2 separate regions of the Anser cygnoides genome follow, and region 2 is linked to region 1. A link is a contact called in public Hi-C data. All regions are on one chromosome and are shown on one strand. Each heading gives the region's core, a stretch centred on a gene start, on an enhancer-like site or on the middle of the called end of the contact. The rest is flanking DNA. Distances are from core to core; before and after follow the strand shown.

Region 1 (3,735 bases), core at 376-2,875:
TCCCACCATGCAGACAGTCTCCTGAGACTGTCCGTATGTCCTCTGGAGATATCACTGAGTACACTACTCAGCAAATGATTGAACTCACCAAATGCCTGTTTTGCCTTTAAAAAAAAAGAAAAGAAAAAAGAAACAAAGCAACCCTTTTTCATCCTTTGCTTTTGTATCTTACTTCATCTCCTTTTCTTCATTAATATGAGCTCAATTCTGAAATTACTTTATTTACAGGAAGACTTTAAAGTGTTCTGAAATACAATTTGTAGGAAAGATGCCAAATATGAATTGTATTCTCTAGACCTGCATGCATTTGTGATTTTACATGAGCACGCACACATATGTTCAATATAGAAACAGCAGGTGTTCCCTAAAGTTTTATTGCTGTTACTTAGAAATGACCACATTATTCAACAGTGTCAAAGCCAAGTCTCGTCAAACGCAAGTCTTGCCAAAAAGCTAAAAATGGCTGTTGTGTTATACAGCCCTGCTTTGGGGTACTGATTCTTCCAGATACCTCCAAGACCTGACAGTGATCTACACTTAGCCTGAAGAAGCACTAAACGATTGCATCCTCCATGCGATAGCTCTGCAGCTTTTCATACTAAGCAGAGTGCTGTCTCGAGCACAGTAGCAGCTCTCTGTCACCAGGGCCTCATAAAACACTGTGACCTTCACGGCCACCTTGTTCCACAGCCAGGTCCCCCTTTCTTGCACTTTGGACATTAGCCTCTGATGTGGACTCGAGTCAAAATGTTTCCAGAAAAAAGATTAAAGAGAGTTCAACATAACATTTGTACTATATCCTCTGCTCAAAGAAACCCAGCTGAAAAACAGTGGCTTATCCACCACTTCTTAAGACCGCAGTGTTAATTATATAGCTATGTCATGGAATACGCAGTTGGTCTTTCTGCAAACCAGCCCAGTAATCAACCCCAACACCTTCTCTTCCCCTCTTGATAATTGTGATTTGGAAGTGCATGCGTATCCTGCCTTTCTGACAGGTGGACATAGAGCTGTTCCTCCCATCTTTCCCGAATCCTTCTTGGATCACAACCTAATGGCTTTGGAAACGGGAATCAAAATTGCTTGAGCCCCTAGGAAGACTGGAGTGCTTGCTGGTCTGCAAGATGGCAGTTCTTCAGGGCTCCCTCCTTGGGACAGCAGCAGCCTCTCATCGACTTCTTATAAATCATTCCAAAGGGGACAAGATACCCGGTCTGACATCAACCCAAAGATAAACACCGGTGCTATTTATGACAAGATAGCAGGGTCGCTGACCTGGGCTATGCTAACAACCAGATAAGATGACTGCAACAATCCGACCTGTCTTTACATGTATAATGCCATAAAAACTGCACAAACTGCCCTTGTTCTTGCTGTACTTATCCAAAAGAAACTACTACTTTCTGTGCAAAGAATTCATGCTAAGACAAACTATTTTGCTCGGGCAGTCTCAGATTGCAAACACTGGCAAAAATATTTCTAACACCTGCATCAAAATCTCATTTTTTTCTGGCCAGGTCTGCTTCTGTGTTTTTTTTTTGTCTGTTTGTTTCTTGGTGTTTTGTTGTTTTGTTTTTAAATCTGCAGGAGAAGACAGTAATACTCATTGGAGCAACACGTTATTGATTTCCCATAGAAATGGCAGCTAGAGTACTCACTGTCAGCTGTGAAGCAGCATGTTAGGCTTATCTTGCTGTAATATTTTTTCCATTTCATCCTTTTACATACTCATAGATGTCTCCTATTCACTATTGAAACACCATATGGTGATAATATATGCTAACACAGGCACAGTGACACAGTCCACAAGCCTGTTATTGAGCAAAAGTTGACAACATAAGGCTAAGAAAATGGTAAGTGCTTCCAAGCCACAATATGTACGTCATCTAATTGCATTTTACTGTGATGCAAAGAAGTCTGACTCAAGGAAGGAACCTCCTTACAATGAAACTCTAACAGCCTGGAGTAATTTACAGTTATTTGAAGAGCTATCTGAAGAATCTATCAATTCATAGCTTTCAGATATGGGCTGGGTTTCAGTTGTGTTTTTTGTGTATTTTTTTTTCTTAGACTAGGCAGCTTTAATGTACAGAGACGGTGCATCTCAGCACCACAGTCATCTCTCAAAGGGTTCCAGACAGGAAGGCAAAAGGCGATCAATAAGAGAAAATATAGACACAGCCCCTTAAACTATCCGCAGATACATCTGTCTCTTCCTCTAATGGTTAACGGTTTTGAACTAGGAACATCTTGCAACAATCCTGAGATATGTTCAGGCCATAAATGTATCATGTTTATTTATGCACTGGTAGCAGGGTCTAATGTAGAAAATGCATTGCCAGCTCTTACTTTTTTTGTAGGGCACTGGTTGCTTCCAGGCAGCCCTCTTTTTCCCCTACCTGAAAGGAGGCTGGGAGCAGCTCTGCTCTGCCTTTGGGCTGGCCAGCAGGGGCTCCAGGGAGAGGTCCTCTCTTGCCAGTAGGACAGACCGTTGTATGGACAGGACAGACCAGCAAATGACAGAACTACCCCAGAACGTCACAGATCTATGTCCAAAGCCCTCCTTTACAATGAGCTGCATTTCTGTGCATCAGCTCTGCTTCAGCTTTTCATTTGTAGAACAGAAGAAGAATCAAATCTCTCCTTCCTTAAGGCATTACAAAGATAAATGTGCGAAATCTGCAACAGCTTACGCAAACTGGCACCAGGAAGCAACCAAGATAAACTTGTAAAGGCCATACTATAAATGCTAGGGCTCCCTAGAATATTTAAGCCTTCACCTTTCAAATGTATTTAGAAACTGCAACCACAGAAATTAGTTGCCCTCCTCTTTTCAAGAGCACAACTCAACAGGAACTCACATCAGCAGCATCAGTGCCAGCCCTTTGGTGGTCTCTGGATAGAGTTAAGCTGAAAGGCAACTATCGAGGCAACGCTCTCCTTGCTGCAGGCGTAACACACAAAGCACAAAATCATCACTCCCATTGTGGTGGGAATGGCCTGGGGCAGACATCCAGTGCAGGCACAGTGGGAGCAAAGTCCCAAGTGATGCATTGCCATGCAGGTGTTTCTCTAAGTTGCTGTGCTGTTCCCTTGGCTCTGAGCTATTTCCTTTCCCTGACTGGGAGGGAAACGCAGCTGGTTCCTAGGGTGTGCAGAGGAGAAACAGCCAACACAAAAGGAACAGCAACCATCAAGAGCAGAGCAAAGGAAGCCTCATTTCCTATGGACTTGTGCCTTGCATCTTGAGCAGACTGACCCTTCCTGTTCTCCTTCCTTACCTCTCCTGACCGCCCCTCCTGCTTCCCTTCTCCTAGAATTAGCCTTGGCACTTATCTGTGTGTATCAGCCAAACAATCCGCCTTTCAGGTCAGGGATCCTGGTTACAGTACAGATTGGAAGAGCAAAAGTTCAGGTTGACACGCAGTGGGCTTGGAGCTTGGAGCTCCCTGCGTGTGCCTGGGGCCAGCCCATGGGCCATGGGGAGGTGAGGAGGACCAGCTCCACACCGCAGCTCCCCGAGGGACACAGGTCTGCTCCCTCCTCCCCAGCCACTGATTTTTACATGCACGTACCCCTCCCTCAGACCCTTGAAAGCAGATGCTGGACTCAATTTGTACATCTGGAGGAGCCAATTGACAGACATTGATGGTGGGAAGAAATAATCCATGTGCTTTCATTTCCAAATGTGCCAGCTATTTCTTTGCAGAGGGCAAAAAAATCACTGATTTGTGC
Region 2 (3,735 bases), core at 876-3,375, 340 kb after region 1:
CATCTGTACAAGTAAGAAAATATTTTGTCTAAATGCATCAGTGTATTTGTATTTTTTTGCAAGTGAAGGTTTACAATTTACAAAAAAAGTGTGTATTAAACCAACAAAGCTGCAGAAGGAATTTAAAATAATAATAAAGTGTAATTTTTTTTGTTCTAGTTCTCAGTCTGTATATATGTAAAATGTGGTTTCGCACGGTGCCTTTCTTTTCAATGGAAGTTTTCAATGTATGGACTATATTGAGCTCAGTTTCTTCTTCAAGGTACAGCCTGATGTTGCAAAAGGAGTTTTGGTGGAACTCTCTATCGGGGAATGTTTTTTTTTGTTTGTTTGTTTGTTTTGTTTTTTTTTTTTCAGTCTTATTTTACATGCTTGTGTTATAAACAATCTCGGGAGACAGGGTTTGGGCTGTGTCTAAACTGCATTAATGCGTTCTGTAAAATATAGCTGTACAAATAAAAGAATAAAATGAAGAAAAGTGAAGCACGGTGCGGTGAGAGGTCTCTTCTTACCCCTCCTCCTCGTGGAGCACCCTGAGCCCCAGATGCTGTCCCCGAAGGGGCTGAGCAGCTCCCTGGGACGGGTCCCGCGGAGGTGGCTTCTGGCATGGCCTTGGAGCAAGGTCCCCGGGTCCTGGTGGGCACCGTCCCCCTGTGCCACCTCCGGGGGATTCTGTGCGTTTGCAGCCATAAGCTGGCAGAGGGAAGGCAGAGCCCGCTCCCAGGTGGCTGAGGCATTTGTTTGGATTTCCTGGAAACCTGTGCGATTGCCAGGGTGGCTCGGGGAAGGGGGCCGCTGGTTCAGCTCCTTGCACAACATTTCGGTGGAGCCGGGTCGCTGACCTCCTCCAGGAAGAGGCTGGCCCGCAGCACCGGGCTTCCAGCCCCGCGGCCTGGTGCCAGGGTCGGGGAGCCCTCCCCGCTGCTCCTGCCTTTGGTCCGTGTTCTGGGGGGGTGTGAAGCCATGGCGGGACCTGGGCTTCGGGAAGCTGGGATTCTCCAGAGCAAGAGCTCGCTGCGAGCACACGGCAGCAACGTGGGCACAGCTGGCTGCAGAAAACCGGCCTCAGAGCTGCATGAGCAGCACCGTCTGTGCCGGAGCAGGGCCCCTGCTCCTTGTGGCCTGGGTGGGCTCGGGGTCTGAGCTGGGTGCAGCTCATCTTTGGGTTTCCTTCACTTAATTCCTGGCCAGTTTTGGGGGGCAGGGCTGGGGGGGAGTGATTCACAGAGGAGGATTTTGAAACGCCAACGGGAAGGGGAGGTCCTGGCTGTGAGCGGTGAGGAGGAGCTGCAGGGAGCAGGGAGGATGTGCCACGGGACACAGGGCGCTGAGACAAGCAGGGCCCGGGAGGGAAATGGCAAGATGGGGGCAAGCCAGCGTGCAGGGCACTCCTCATTTCCCAGTGCCCAGGGTCTGCCGGCAGGTGAAGATATAACTCCAGGAGAGAAGGGCTGAGCAGCCTCTGCCTCCTCCTGAGGCCAGCCTCGGCCAGCGGCAGGACCTCAAACCCACAACCTCTCCCCGAGTGCTAGCCCCATTTGACAAGTATTAGGTTTCTCCCCTCTCCGTTGGGATCTGACTGCCTTTGAGGCCACTACCTTTCAGGCCGCCGCAGCTGGCACTTTTGGAAGCTGCTTTGCCCGGACGAGCAGGCTGCGTGTCCGCGCCCTCCATTCCCCATTGAGCCGCACAGCTGCGTTTGCAAAATAAATACTGTATTTTCCTGGAGCATGGCTGAGTTTCCTTCCTGGGACAGATTTTGTGTGTTTGTTTTCTTTTTTATAGCGATGATGTCACGGCTTTTCCAGGCAGCTATGCCGAAGCGATTGCAATCTCTCTCCCTCTCTGTCCGGGGGGCAGAGGTCCGCAGGCAGCTGGCACGGCCAGCCCGTGCCGGTGAGCTTTGCTCCGCATGTGCCGTGTTTGTAGAGGCAAGGGAGCAGTCACACAGCTCTGCACGGCACGTTTTAGGGCTGCCGAGCCTGCAAAGGGTGACCTGGTACTGCCTGCCCGTGTCGGTGCCACTGGGTCAGTTGAAAACCCAGCTCCAGATAGGGGGGTTGGTTCCTCCCAGCCTCAGAAGGGCAGGCAGCAGCGAACTGACAAGCTGGCCGCTTTCCAGGAAGGTTCCCGGAATATGTTGGAGCAGCTCCTTTGATATCCATCTCCCCCTCCTCCCACACGGAGGCAAGCCCAAAACACTGGGATGTGGTCGTGTTTCCCTTCAGATTTCTTCAGCACCGAAAAACATTTCCCACGCCGCCGACACCTGCCTCATTTCACTTCCCAGCACAGGCTGTGGGGCAACCCTGTAGAGAAATGGGGATTGGAGTTTCCTCGGGCTGAGCACTTTCGGGGTCGCCAGCAGCGATGCGGCAAGGTGCTGGGGCTCAGCTGGTGCTGCACTCACCCATTTATCCCCTAGTCCTCGGGTTGGTGCTGAAAAACTCGTGCTGACACTGAAGCACGGAAGGTTTAAATGCAGGCAGCGCAGCTGGCACTTCCCAAAATGTGGAAATGTGGAAATGTGCACAGCCGGGCCCTTTGCACCATCGCTGCTGGCAGCACCGCCGCCTGCGCCCAGCACCGGGGGGGGCCCCGCTGCCTTCTGCCGGGTGCCCACGAGAGGGCGGGCGAGGATGGAGTTTGGGAAGGATCCCGGCAGTAACCGAGCCGCAGGAATAAATGAATAAAAAGACAGAGATGAGAATTAGAAATAAATTTTAAAATAAAAACTAATAAAAATAATACACAAAATAAATCAATAAAACCTCTATTTTATTAACCAGAGCCTCTATTATTTCATATTTGCGTGTGCTCACCCATCATCTGTATCCATCATCTCTTGCCTTGATCACTGAGAAATAAAAAACTATCCAGGCAACTGGGAGACCCCAGTTCTCATGGGTTTGCACCCAAATCCTACTGCAGAAACTGCTTTTTATCCAGAGACCTCTCAGCGCAAGCATCCCCCCAGCCCTCTCAGCCTACCTTCGTGGGGAGTGTGGCCCTTCCTGGGCTAAAAGCCACGAGCTCTGCGTGACGCCCGCAGCAAGGGAATTGCAGTCAGTGCACAGGGACGTGACCCAGCACACTGAGGCCTGGAGACCATCACCAGAAATGGTGTGCACAGACAAGCAATAAAACATGATCTCAGTTCATACTCGTGCCCAGGCACAGAGGCATTTTATCTCAACTACTTCTTAAAGACTCATTTTTTTTTTTTTTTTTTCCCACATGAGGGAGTAAGAGAATTTCTTGACCTTGCATGTTGCCCATCCCTGTGAGAAGCAGAAGGCAGCCTGCCACTTTGTACACAGCTGGGTCTGTCCCCAGCATCCTGCAAAGGGCTGTTGCGAGTCCATATGGCATCCCGACACCACTGCCCCCTGCACAGCCCGTCCCAGGGACACACAGCACCAGCCGGCATCAGTTTCTCCCCTTTATTTAGCTCTTGTTTCTCGTTATCTCCCAGGCACAGATGACTACTCTTATTCACTCATCTGTACCTATAGCTCAGGCTGCTTTTCCAGAGGAATTTCGTGATGAGGAATTTCACAGCCCTGGCTCGTGGACCGCAGCTCGGCACTACAGCACGGCTGAGTGCTGCAATATAATAATTTCTTTTTTTTTTTTTTTTTTTCCTGCTGTCAAGGTAGTGATATGTGGCAAGGCTGTTCTGTTCACAGAAGGGTTGGTGGCAGCTGGGGTGACGAGGTGCGAGGAGAGCCGGTC

What was found. Hi-C and Micro-C count contacts between places; a contact is called where the count stands out from the background.
Region 2: a Hi-C map of liver shows a contact between it and region 1, with 18 times the contacts expected there. The contact joins two enhancer-like sites. A contact is called at or near these places in 2 of 7 Hi-C or Micro-C datasets (both in liver).

Annotation. Positions count from the first base shown.
Region 1 is chr9:16,014,781-16,018,515 of Taihu_goose_T2T_genome, forward strand. All of the region lies in intron 7 of LPP (LIM domain containing preferred translocation partner in lipoma), which reads right to left. Among named protein-coding and RNA genes, the nearest start is that of LPP, 180 kb to the right of the region's middle. Within about 2 kb of position 1,626, at least 2 of the 3 cell types and tissues checked have open chromatin away from gene starts, as enhancers often do. A contact at or near this core is called in liver, where this site is marked.
Region 2 is chr9:16,358,571-16,362,305 of Taihu_goose_T2T_genome, forward strand. It overlaps BCL6 (BCL6 transcription repressor), which reads left to right. Exons shown (of 10, transcript XM_067002297.1): 10 at 1-483. It also overlaps the pseudogene LOC136791464. Among named protein-coding and RNA genes, the nearest start is that of SST, 4.2 kb to the right of the region's middle. Within about 2 kb of position 2,126, at least 3 of the 3 cell types and tissues checked have open chromatin away from gene starts, as enhancers often do. A contact at or near this core is called in liver, where this site is marked.